Linked DNA regions of Mus musculus: region 1 is linked to region 2. A link is a contact called in public Hi-C data. All regions are on one chromosome and are shown on one strand. Each heading gives the region's core, a stretch centred on a gene start, on an enhancer-like site or on the middle of the called end of the contact. The rest is flanking DNA. Distances are from core to core; before and after follow the strand shown.

Evidence for each region. Hi-C and Micro-C count contacts between places; a contact is called where the count stands out from the background.
Region 1: a contact with region 2 is called in a Hi-C map of embryonic fibroblasts, with 2.4 times the contacts expected there. The contact joins two enhancer-like sites. A contact is called at or near these places in 6 of 484 Hi-C or Micro-C datasets (the HPC-7 cell line, the Patski cell line, embryonic fibroblasts and 1 more), 3 of 115 datasets of contacts at active chromatin or transcription factors (bone marrow-derived macrophages, embryonic limb bud and embryonic stem cells) and 1 of 9 other capture datasets (embryonic stem cells).

What each region holds. Positions count from the first base shown.
Region 1 is chr10:120,806,874-120,812,677 of GRCm38.p6, reverse strand. The region is part of intron 5 of Msrb3 (methionine sulfoxide reductase B3); the gene reads left to right. Among named protein-coding and RNA genes, the nearest start is that of 4921513I03Rik, 44 kb to the right of the region's middle. Within about 2 kb of position 2,152, at least 28 of the 459 cell types and tissues checked have an H3K27ac peak or open chromatin away from gene starts, as enhancers often do. A contact at or near this core is called in embryonic fibroblasts, where this site is marked.
Region 2 is chr10:120,721,272-120,726,946 of GRCm38.p6, reverse strand. No RefSeq gene overlaps it. Among named protein-coding and RNA genes, the nearest start is that of Gm35130, 5.1 kb to the right of the region's middle. Within about 2 kb of position 4,271, at least 23 of the 459 cell types and tissues checked have an H3K27ac peak or open chromatin away from gene starts, as enhancers often do. A contact at or near this core is called in embryonic fibroblasts, where this site is marked.

The sequences.
Region 1 (5,804 bases), core at 903-3,402, 88 kb before region 2:
TAAACTTTGGTGTTTTCATTGTCATTTGTCTCAGATTTTTTTTTAAAAATCTTTTTTAAATGTTTGGTTCTCTGGGGGCATGTTGCTTAATGTTTATATATCCATGGGGTTTGGGGCTTTTATCTTTTTCTGACATCTGGCTAGAAGGTAGTAGTTGGTGAGGATGCTTAGGGGAAGCTGCCCCTGGGATTGTTGGTGGGAAGAGACAAAATGCCTACATTAGATTTCCTTTCTTTGAGGGCCGGGGGCCGGGGCGGGGGTGAGACTAAAGTCCTTCATGTTGTATTGGCTTCAGCTTCTGGTAGAGCTCTAGGATTATCTACACAGTAAATAACGAGATCCTGTGGTAAATAGGCAGGGCAGTTTACACTCTAATCTCTGTCATGAAACCAGTGAAAAACGTCTGATTAAAAGCTAAGAGGAAGTGGAACGGAAAGAAGGCGCGCACAGCGTGCATGGGAGGAGACGCGAATCTGGACGGGAATTCCAGGGAAGTCCTCACCGAGTGAGTGTGACTACGTTCAGAAGTGTGAGAACTGAACTGCACGCAGAGTTTGGGCATTCTAAGCAGGAGTGAAAGCGAACTCTTGCTCCGTGGGAGAAACAGAAAGATTTGCTGCCGTGGTTAACAAGGTTAACAACAAATAATGGGGGTGTGGTACGGGCGGTGGGCAAACCTCACGTTTCTAGAGTTGAATGTGCTAAACATAAAGTCTAATCATGCCCGTACTTTCTTTACCATTCAATATTCACCCCAGAATATTCCTGTAGAGCCTGTCGTCACCGTGGCAGGGGTGTAATGTAGCCATCTCTTCAGCTTCAGTAGTGGAAGGTCACTGTGTCAGAAGGTGGAATAAAAAGAAACTTATTTTCAGAGTTGAGTCGGCTGAGAATAGCCTTTCAGTACAGCCTTGTGATGACGAGTTTAGGATGATGTACAAGGTACACCTAGAGAAGCAGGAAAAAGCAGGGTTCACACAGAGGGCCCTCCCAGGCTTTTGTGTCTACAAAAACCAACAACAAAATGGAAAGAAAGAAAAAGCTTCATTGCTGGAGACCAGTTCGTCCCCCCTACACTAACTCGAGGTTTGCACTGAATGTAGAGACCACACATGAGAGGAGCTATAATGTGCTTTTTTTTCAGAAATAGCAATAAATTCATTTTCCTTCCTTCTGCCTTTCTTTTAATATAGACATGAAAGGATGTAACTGCTGGGTTGTGGAAAGTACAGGCTGTTGGGTAAGAGAGAAAGGGGCTAGGCATTCTTCCAGCTGCTGCTGTTCACAACACTTTTGACAGTTAAAATATATCACACATTTTCTTGTCTTCTTAGTGTAAACACTTACTGTGCTAAGTGGACTATAGAATCAAACCAGATAGAAGGACGCAGACTGGTATTTCAGAGGTGAAGCTGAGCATAGACTAAATTAAATAAAAGTAACTTGCCAACCAATTCGTAGTTACATATTATACATTACACTGTGTTTGTCCCTGGGAAAGATTAAACAGAGGGCTTTCATTGCTTGCTCTATTTTTACAACCTGTTAGTAGAAGAAAATTTAATACAGAGCAGACAAAATTTTGATTAGAATTAACTGGGACTAGTTTAAGGTCAAGGTGGCCTTCTTGGTGTTGTGTGCTTCTGCCTTATCTAAAAGCCAAGGCTACAGTACTATCTCTCCAGCTTCCTTTTGTATTTCCCTAGGAAACCCCCACCTCCTTCCTCATTAACCAGCATAGGGTACAAGTCTTTACCTTTAGCACTTACATTTCCCTTCCAAATTAGATCGCATTTGGAGAATAAGAATCTGCAAAATGACTTAGAACCAAGTCCTGGACTCCGCTGCCTCAGGATGGTTTGCCACCATCTGTGCACACTCTTAAAAATATGAATTTTTAACTAAGGACCTAGAAGTCAAGTGTGGCATTGTCTGAAATGCCGTGCCACATGGGAAAAGTGTGCTTCTGAAGGTGGTTTTATCCTGAAAGGAGAAATTACAAACGAATACACGGCTGAGTCTTTTCAATTTCCTGTTTTGCCTAAAACTCTCCTGCATAACGCATCCATTCATCAAACGTCTCTCCTGGTGACAGTACCTCATTAGATTACTTCAGTGAGTATTCAGGAGATTTTCGTCTTATGAGTCATAAAATTCTTTTATTCCCTGAAGAAATGCCTGCATCTGACAGGAATTCAATGTCTTTGTAGTTTCAGAGAGACTCCTTGAAGCAGTTACTTCGTAAATGACTCTGTTCTTGGGGCCGGGTGGGTAATACCTGGGGAGCCGGGTCACAGATCGACTCCTGTTCTTCAACAAGACTGAAAAATTAATCCCTTTCATTGCCCTAGCCTTGGTCATTTTCTTCAGAAATGCAAAGAGTTAAGCTCACAGCAGAGTGCCCTCACTTGGCTGAGGCCGGTCCCGCATTGGTATGTGTATGCTGGCCTGGGTGCTTTGTCTGATTTGATGAGAGATTCAATTCTCGATTGCATTTGCAGTCCGATTCTCAAGCTTGCTTGCCTGTCGTCAGGCTTCACTTGGTGTAGAAGAAAAGGATACAGAGTTGCAAATATACTGCACTGTTTAGCAACTGATAAATATCACTGGGTATCCATATATGTACCAAGTTGGTGTTTTAGTGGACGTTTACACTGTTGTTAGAGTAGTAGGAATTAATGTAGCAATTGCCTGCCAGTTAAATAATACAGAAAATACAGCCCTTGGAAGGCAGTGCCCTCTGGCATTGCATACTCTGCATCCATATGTTGTTTATAGTAAGCGGAAATGAAATGTTAGACAGTGGAGCAAAGAACCAGTTTCCAGTGCGCTGGTAAGGAGAGATGAATGGATTACAAGAGGTTGGGTCGGGGAGCCAAAAAGCTTTATACACATGGGGTTTAAACACAGGCTAGAAGTAGCGCATCCCTGGCACAGACTGTCTCTAACCATGCTAAGACCCAACGGGCCTGGTGTTTAGGAAACTAACTTAAAACAGGAGAGTTGAAGAGAGTGAACTACTACTACTTCTACTGAGAAGGCAGGTCAATGTATATACCTGGGAACCAGAAAGGCTAGCTGTGCACACAGATAAAGAAGTAAATCAATGTTTTTTAATATCAGCATGTGTTAACATAGATACGTGGTGTTGGTATTCTGTCTGGACTCCACCCCCACAGTTACCTGGCAATAGCCAGGTAGGCCTGACCCACTATAAAAGGGGCTGCTTGCCCCCCTTCTTCCTCTCTCACTCCTGCCTCTCTTTCTTGTCTCTTGCCCCTTACTCCCCCTCTCTCACCATTCCCCCCCCCAACATGAAATTTGTTGAGAGGGAAAAGGGCAAGGTAGCCGTGGAAAGAGAAAGGGGGGAGAAAGAGAAAGAGAGAGAGAGAGAGAGAGATCAGGAGCCTTTCTTTATATATGGATGATGGTGTAGTCACAGGTAAGGGTGGGAGGTGAGCCAAGTGGATTCTGGAAATATGGTGGCTGTTGCCTTAGCAACAGGTGTGTGGGTTGTGCTTTTGTGATGTCATCGGTTTCTGAGGTCCTGATACCAACACATGGGACGCTCCAGTTCCAATCTCTTGTTCTGTGAGCATGGTCTGGATGATGCTTTGGATATGTGATCACCACTGAGTGTTCATAGTGTGGACAATGTCTCTCCTCAAGTTCAAGAACGTTCAATGGATAAATGTGCAGCAAACTGGCTGGCGAATGTGAGAGTGACTTACCCAGTTATTTTAGCCCCATGAGAAAAAATAAGCAGGAAGTTCACGTTAGAGAGACCATGGGAGTATTAGGATTCTGTAAAGACTCCCCCAGCTTTGCAATTCTTTGACTTGTGATTTTCTTTTTTTGATCACATACTTCGATAGATAGAACCTATACTACTTTGAATTTTGACTTTTGACTTTTTGTCTGGGCTACGGATATACACTTGTGGTATTCTCTTGTTGGTGAACAGCAGCAGAGAACTGCAGCTTTGGGCCAGCTCAAGCAACACCACCCCTTATAGAAATCTACACAAAGAGTCGAAGTCAGGGATCTGAACGGTGCTTGCGTGTTCTCCCGTGTTCATAGCAAGTTATGCACAACATGCAAAGACAGAAACAACTCAAATGTTCACTGATGGAATGGATGGATGGATGGACGGACAACCTAAACTGAAAAGCAAAATAAAGATAGAAAATCCAAAGGTAGTTTGCAGGGACTCGGGCTGTGGGGAATGAATGGGAGTTATTTAGTAAGAATTGGTTTTCCCTCTGATGAAATGGAGACTTCCCGGAAGTAGAAAGGGGAAGTGGTGATTGGTTCACTTAATGCCTCTGGATGCCTATACATTATGTTACACATTATCACACAATACCATGTCAATGTCATTGTAGTTTAGATATTTAAACCCCACACAAAATGTCTTAAAACTATCACAACTAAGCTGGGCAGTGGTAGCGCATGCCTTTTAATCCCAGCACTGGGGAGGCAGAGGCAGGTGGATCTCTGTGAGTTCAAGGCCAGCCTGGTCTACAGAACAAGTACCAGGATAGCCAAGGCTGCACAGAGAAACCCTGTCTGGAAAAACAAACAATCAAGCAAACAAAAAAATCAAAACAAAACCAAATGATCACAACTGTAAGTTAGAGAGGGGGAAGGTAGAGTCAGGGATAGATAGGATGGCGGCTTGGAAACACGTTGGGTTTTTTCCTTATGCTTCCCTAGGAGACAGTGGCTGGTTGTTTGTTTGTTTTTAAACCTCATACGGGTGGTAAGACCTCTGTGGTTTCCATGTGGTTACTAGCTGGTATCTACTCAACAGGGAAGAATTCAAACGCCAACCTCCTCTTGTGTGTAAAGGAAACTTGGGTCTCCCAACTCATTTAGATTGCTGTGTATTTTTACAGCAGTAAAAGGATCTCCAAAATGCTCTACCCCTCCCCTGCCAACTTTAGAAACACTGTGTGGGATCTGAATGTCCCACCCCACCGTACAACCAGCAAGGTTAGTTTCTGTAACCATATTGTAGACCAGTGGTTTCCAACCTTCCCAACTCGGTGACCCTTCAATACATTTCCTCACATGGTGATGACCCCATCCATAAAATTATTTTTGTTGCTACTTCATGACTGTAATTTTGCTACTGCTATGAGTAGCAATATAAATACGTGTTTTTTTTCCAAGATCTTAGGTGATCTCTATGGAAAGATCATTCCACCCCCAAAGGGTTATGGCCCACAGGCTGACAACCACCGGTGTAGACAGAGCATAGGCTCATAATAATGTTAATAGTCTAAGACCATCTCTACTCACTGTTGTGGGAGAAAGAGATGAACAGACATGGGGTCTACAAAGAACTGCTCAGTGTAAACAGAAGCAAATAACAATGTCCCAGGAGAAATGTGTATGTTAATAAATAGTGAAACTGTAAAGGACATGACCTTTGTGGAGTGCTCCCAGACTGTGGAGTGCTCCCAGACTGAAATCTCGCAAAGGGGCTATGGATAGGGCCTTGAGCGTGATTGCCAGCAGAGCAGAGGAGAGAGAAGGGGTCGTGCCCCATCACTGCTGAGAGAATAGAGAATTTTTATAAACACTTCTCATTCAGGGGGGGTCTACCACATGCAGAGCCATTATACCAGGATGTTATTGTAAGATGGGCCTTCGCCGTGTTTTCATTCATTTCTTTCTTATTAGTATTTGTCGATCATATAAATTATTGCATAAATGTATTAATTTTATAAAATAATTATGTAAATTATTAGCTATATAGAACAACAGGTTTCAGTGTAACATTTAACATTTTTATTATT
Region 2 (5,675 bases), core at 3,022-5,521:
TGCTAAGTAGGGGGACTATGGCAGGTCCCAGAGAAACTAATTATAAATATATAGCACAGAGTTCGGGAGCCGTGAGGCAGACTGATGGCTGCGTTTGTGTTGTTGAAGACAGAAAGTCCCGAGATGCTTGTACATAACCAAAGTCTTTAGTCAAAGCAACAGGGATTGCCTTTCAGAGTTCATTTCTCCAGGCCGTGCTTTTCCAAAGTTTAGTCAGATCATGAGTGGAAGAAGCAACAGTAAGCATGTGTGTGTTGTGATGGTTTGTATATGCTAGGCCCAAGGAGTGGCACTGTTGAGAGATGTGGCCTTGTTAGAGTGGGTGTGGCCTTGTTGGAGTGGGTGTGGCCATGTAGGGGTGGGTGTGGCTTTGGAGTTTGTTGGAGTGGGTGTGGCCTTGTGGGTGTGGGCTTTAATACCCTCATCCTAGCTGCCTGGGAAGCCAGTATCCTGCTAGCAGCCTTCAGATGAAGATGTTAAAAACACACTCAGCTCCTCCTGCACCATGCCTACCTGAATGCTGCCATGCTCACACTTTGATGATAATAGACTGTACCTCTGAACCTGTAAGCCAGCCCCAATTAAATGCTGTCCTTATAAGAGTTGCCTTGGTCTGATCAACAGTGTCTGATGGTTAACTGAACATGGCTGAATAGTGCAGACATAGGAACACCCTGTCTTAGCATTTCCATTGCTGTGAAGAGACATCATGACCATGACAACTCTTACAAAGGAAAACTTTTAATTGGGGTGGCTGACAGTTTAGAGGTTTAATCCATTATCATCATGGTGGGAAGCATGGCAGTAGCCAGGCAGCTTAGTACTAGAAAGGTAGTTGAGAGTCCTATACCTGGATCCTCAGGCAACAGGAAGCAAACGTCACAGTAGGCCTGGCTTGAGCATCTGAGATCTCAGAGCCCACCCCCTAGCGACATACTTCTTCCAACAAAGCCACACCTACTCCAATGAGGCCACACCTCCCAATAGTGCCACTCCCTACGAGCCTATGGGACCGCTTTCATTCAAACGGCCACATGCTCCTGTTCCTTCATAATTCTGCATTGGATTTATCTAACTCAAAGCTTATGATATATAATTTAGGATAGTGATAATAATAATTGTTATAGACTTTATGGACTAACAGCTTTCTTTGCAAAATCCATTCACTCGGGGTCTTAGTTCCCAGTGTGGGGTGTGGACTTCAAGGAAATAATTGAGATTAAATGAAGTCACAGAGGTTGAACCCTTGTGCAATAGGATTAGTGCCCAGGCACAATGCTATACCAAAGAAACAAGTCTTCCCTCCCCATCTCTTTTCTTCTTTCCTTCCATCCCTTGCCCTCTCTTCCTTTCTCTCTTGATCTCTCTGCACACCACACAAGGATTATGGAGTGTTTATACCAAGACACAACTGAGAAGGCAGCTATCTGATATCTAGAAGGAAATCTTCAAGAACCAAACCATTCACCTGTTGGGCCTGGATCTTGATTCCAGGGTTTAGAGAAAGCAAATGTGTTGTTTAAGACAGCCATTCTATAATGCATTGTCATGGCAGTCCAGGTCAATAGAAGTAGTGACGATGTGTATGTGATATTTATGGAGTTCTTCTTATAGAATTCCGTATCTATAAGAACACTGAGGTGAGTAGCTTTCTAGAGGGAATGTAGCTAAGGATGTGCAAAGGAGAATTCTCTCTGAGCCCAGGTTCCCGGAGATCTTTCCTTTAACCTACACTGCTGGTCAGAGACATTCACTGGGACAGTCACCATACTGAACCAAGCTTCTCCCTGACCACGGACTCATGACCTTGTCCGGCATCCTCATCAGACCAGCACCAAAGAGCTTCTTTCCCCAGCTTGGCAGCTTGATCTTTTCTTTAGAACTATAAGAGCTTGGTAATGTTTGACCTGATGGTTGTGTTGTGTGTTACATGGTAGTGTTGTGCATCTCAGAGGCACTCCTGTTTTCCCATCAAGATTCCTGGGCCATGCCACCCAGCTGTGTGTCAGAGGATGCAGTGTGACAAGAATACAGTAACATTGGTGAACAATGGAAATATGTTCTCTAATCATTTTGAATCTCTTTGCCCAGGAATTGGTTGAGTAAGACAAAGAAAAACCAAAAAAGTGGTCTCCTAATATGGTGCTTTGGTATATACCATAAACAGTCATTTCTATGGGGCAGAGAAGCTCGAGCTGTTGACTCTCTAGGGACACATTTTTCTTTCTATTTTCTTCTCTGCGATGGGATATGCTGTTATGGAACAGTGGAGATCAGGGTTTCTCGCATGCCTGTGCATTTTCCCATTGCTTTTTTATGCTATTTCAGTTGAAAGTTATTTTTCCCAGAAAAAAAAATCATTATGAACTATTTGGAGCAGTCATGGTTTTACTGGGTGCTAAAGATTTCTCTCTCTAGTTTTGTCACCAGCAATAGGGAACCTGATGTGGGGCGCGGTCACTGTCCCATGATAGCGCAGTGGTAGAGCTAAGAACAGCATTCCAAACTTGCACTTTAAAGTGGAAAGATCTGGCAAAAGTGGCATGCTAAGTGGTTCTGTCTCGTCACATTGCACTAAGGAACCTTCTGCTCGGGGAAGTAAAGGTTGACTTTATGCCAAAAGCTTATGGTGTGCTTTCAGAGTCACAACGATGCGCCAGGCCTCAGAGCTAACTCAGAAGCAAAGGCCTTCCGTGTGGAATTTTCACGTGGGCTGGGCAGGTGGCATTTCCCTCAGGGCCCATGAGTGTAGAGATGGTTTCTGAGACCCCAAGCTCCAGACTTCCTGCTCTTCCCTCAGGCTCCTTCCTATTCCACACACCTTTCTGAAAAATCTCTGTAGCTCTTCTGTTCTTCCCATGGCTTTTTCTCGGCACTTTGGAAACTGTTAGAAAGATCACCACCTTTCCCAGCTCCATCCCCTGTTGAAACTGGCAGTGTCTTGTGATCCACTCATGCCATGTGCCCAGTCTTTACTGTCCTCTTTAGAAAGTCAAAGCAAACATCTGGGAACTTTAGTGAACAGCCCAGGCTCTAAGGCTCTCAATGAAGTGGCTGACACAAAACTAGGCAGACTCAGTAACTACCTTTTAAAGAAAATGATGCCTTTTGGCACCTCCATTATTTTAGCCCCTTCACACTTGCCTGTCACTTACAGAAGAAACATACCAACCAAAGGACATTATAGAATACGTATTGATTATCAATTCTCAGAGCCACCATTCACTGAGTACTAGTTAATTGTTTTCGTTTAAGATAAACTTTCAGGTTAATTCTGCTGAAATCCAGAAAGCCGGGGGTGGGGTGGAGTGGGGGGCTGTACATGTAGTACTATTTACCAGAGAGATGAGGACATCTTCAAAGCCAATGGCAGAGAGAGGATGAAGTTTGGATGTGGAAAGAGCATTAGGAAGCCAAAGGTGTTGTAGCTCCTTGAATGGCATAGAACAAACAAGACAGAGATTATAAAGACAAGAAGGCTCGAGGGGTGGCAGAGTGTGGGGATTACACCAGGAACGGTAGAAGGATAAAGCTTAAATCGGAGTGGGCAGTTGGCTGCATATGCAGCCATACCCAGCAAGTCTATCCGCCTATCCATCACCATCCAGAGTCGTCTCCACAGGTCAAAACAGCTGTCATGAGCTGGTTGGATACAGGGCTGTTTAAGCAGTTGTAAATGGGATGGAACTGGGGGTCGGAGACCACACCAAATACAGCCAGTACCTTGTGGTGAGTGCCGTGGGAAGCTCTGGCTGGGCCCTTGGCTCTGTCCATTCCATCTTTTCTGTCTTTCCGTCTCCACTCCATCCTTTTGCACCTTCCTGCTGACCTGGCCCCTCACTCCGAAAGCCCTGCAGGCTGAGAGACCTCAGATGCGCTACTCTGCTCCACCCACTTTCCCACACTCAGGAGGACCTTGGGTGGGGAGGTTGGAAGGGATCAAGGAGAGCATCCTGCTGAGATGAGGTCGGAGGCAGCCTGGACATCAAAGGTACCCAGGCCGCAGAGCTTGGGAGGAGGGCAAGGCCCCCTAACAGAAGGAGCCAGAGAGTGTTCCTTGCTGGCTCCTCTTACAAGGAAAGCCTCTCACCTTGTCTTTGAATTAAAATGGGAAGCCAAGATTTTTTATCCCAAAGGCTATAAGGGAATTCTTAAACCGCAGGTGTCAGTTTCTATTAAAAAAAAAAAATTAAGTTTCAGACCTCTGGCTAGTGAACGTCTGAGAGAGCAGTTGAATGAATCATTAACTCTGTTTGGATGCTTCATGTAGGTCAGTCAGACTTCCTGCTGCTCACTCCGGGAAGCACACTCCAGATTCTTTAGGGAGAGACAGCACGTTATCCTCTAGAGCATCTCCAGCCCTTGATTCGCAAGCAGGCTGCCTCTCACAGCAGCCATTCTGTGCGATCAAGCCCATGGTGAACCTCTAGGGACTCATTTCCTAAGCTATGTTAATAATCCTAACATTCTTAGGGAAGCCAGTTCCCTCACAAGTGGTAGGATGCCCAGCCTCTGTGGGGAGAAAATTTGAAAAGGGACTTCCTAACGTCCCCCCAAACGACAGAATACGATCACCTTGCAGACCTCCTCTGCCCCCGCCTCCACATTCCTCTTCACTTATATAGCCGTTGGGTTTCAATGGGAAAACCAAAGCCAGGATACTTGCTAGACACCCGACAAATGCCAGTTTGGGGTGGGAGTCTGAGAGGACTCTGGGTAGGAGCTGTCAGACCCGGGGATAGCTGCTCCCAGGGAGACCCAGCATTTTAGCGCTCACAGAAGGCGCAGGCGCACAAGGTCTTCCATCGTAACCCCAAGTTCTCTCCAAGCCAGCCCCACGGACTCTGGCAGGATAGCCTAAGGTGATAGGATTGGAAGGAAGTTGGGTAGGGAATTGAAGGCACTGTGTCCTCCCTCCCTGACTCCGGCTTCAGGTAAACGTGTGTATTTAGCTACAGCCACAACCACGAAGTGCCCCCCCCCACTCCCTATCCCCGAATGTTTTCTTGGAAGTCAATTAAAACAAGGTGAATCACAGTAGGAGATAAAAACAAATAAATGCCAGCTGGCTGAGGCTTACCAGCCCTTGACTGGTTTGTTTACACATAAAGAACAAAACAAAATAAGATAAAATAAAACACTGTCATCTTTCCTCATAAGAGCTGTAATTAGACTTGTGCCTCGCACAAGACAGAGAATGGATCCCAGTGCCCGGCGGGAATTGCTGTTGCCTCAATTCTCAGCGTTCGGCAATTTTTTTTTTTCGTTTGGCAATTTGTTTTTGCTTGTTTGTTTGTTTGTTTTGTTTGGTTTGGTTTTTTTTGGTTTTTTTTTTTTTGGCTTTGTTTTGTTTAATTTGACCATTTTCTGATTCTGCCAGGAGGCATATTTTTCTCTCTAGCGCACATCTCTAATCAGTATCTACCTCCATGTTTCTCTGGCTGTGGTATAGTTAGCAGAAAGAGCAGGGTTCCTGGGGGCAGGGATGGGGGAGGGGAGGGGAGGGGAGGGGAGGGGAGAGAGAGAGAGAGAGAGAGAGAGAGAGAGAGAGAGAGAGAGAGAGAGAGAACTCAACAATCTACAAGCTGGATCACAGTGGCTTGTGAGGGCCACATCCCTTAGGAGAGACTTGGCAAACCTGGGTCAAAAGACTTACACACTCTTGTCTGGCTCAC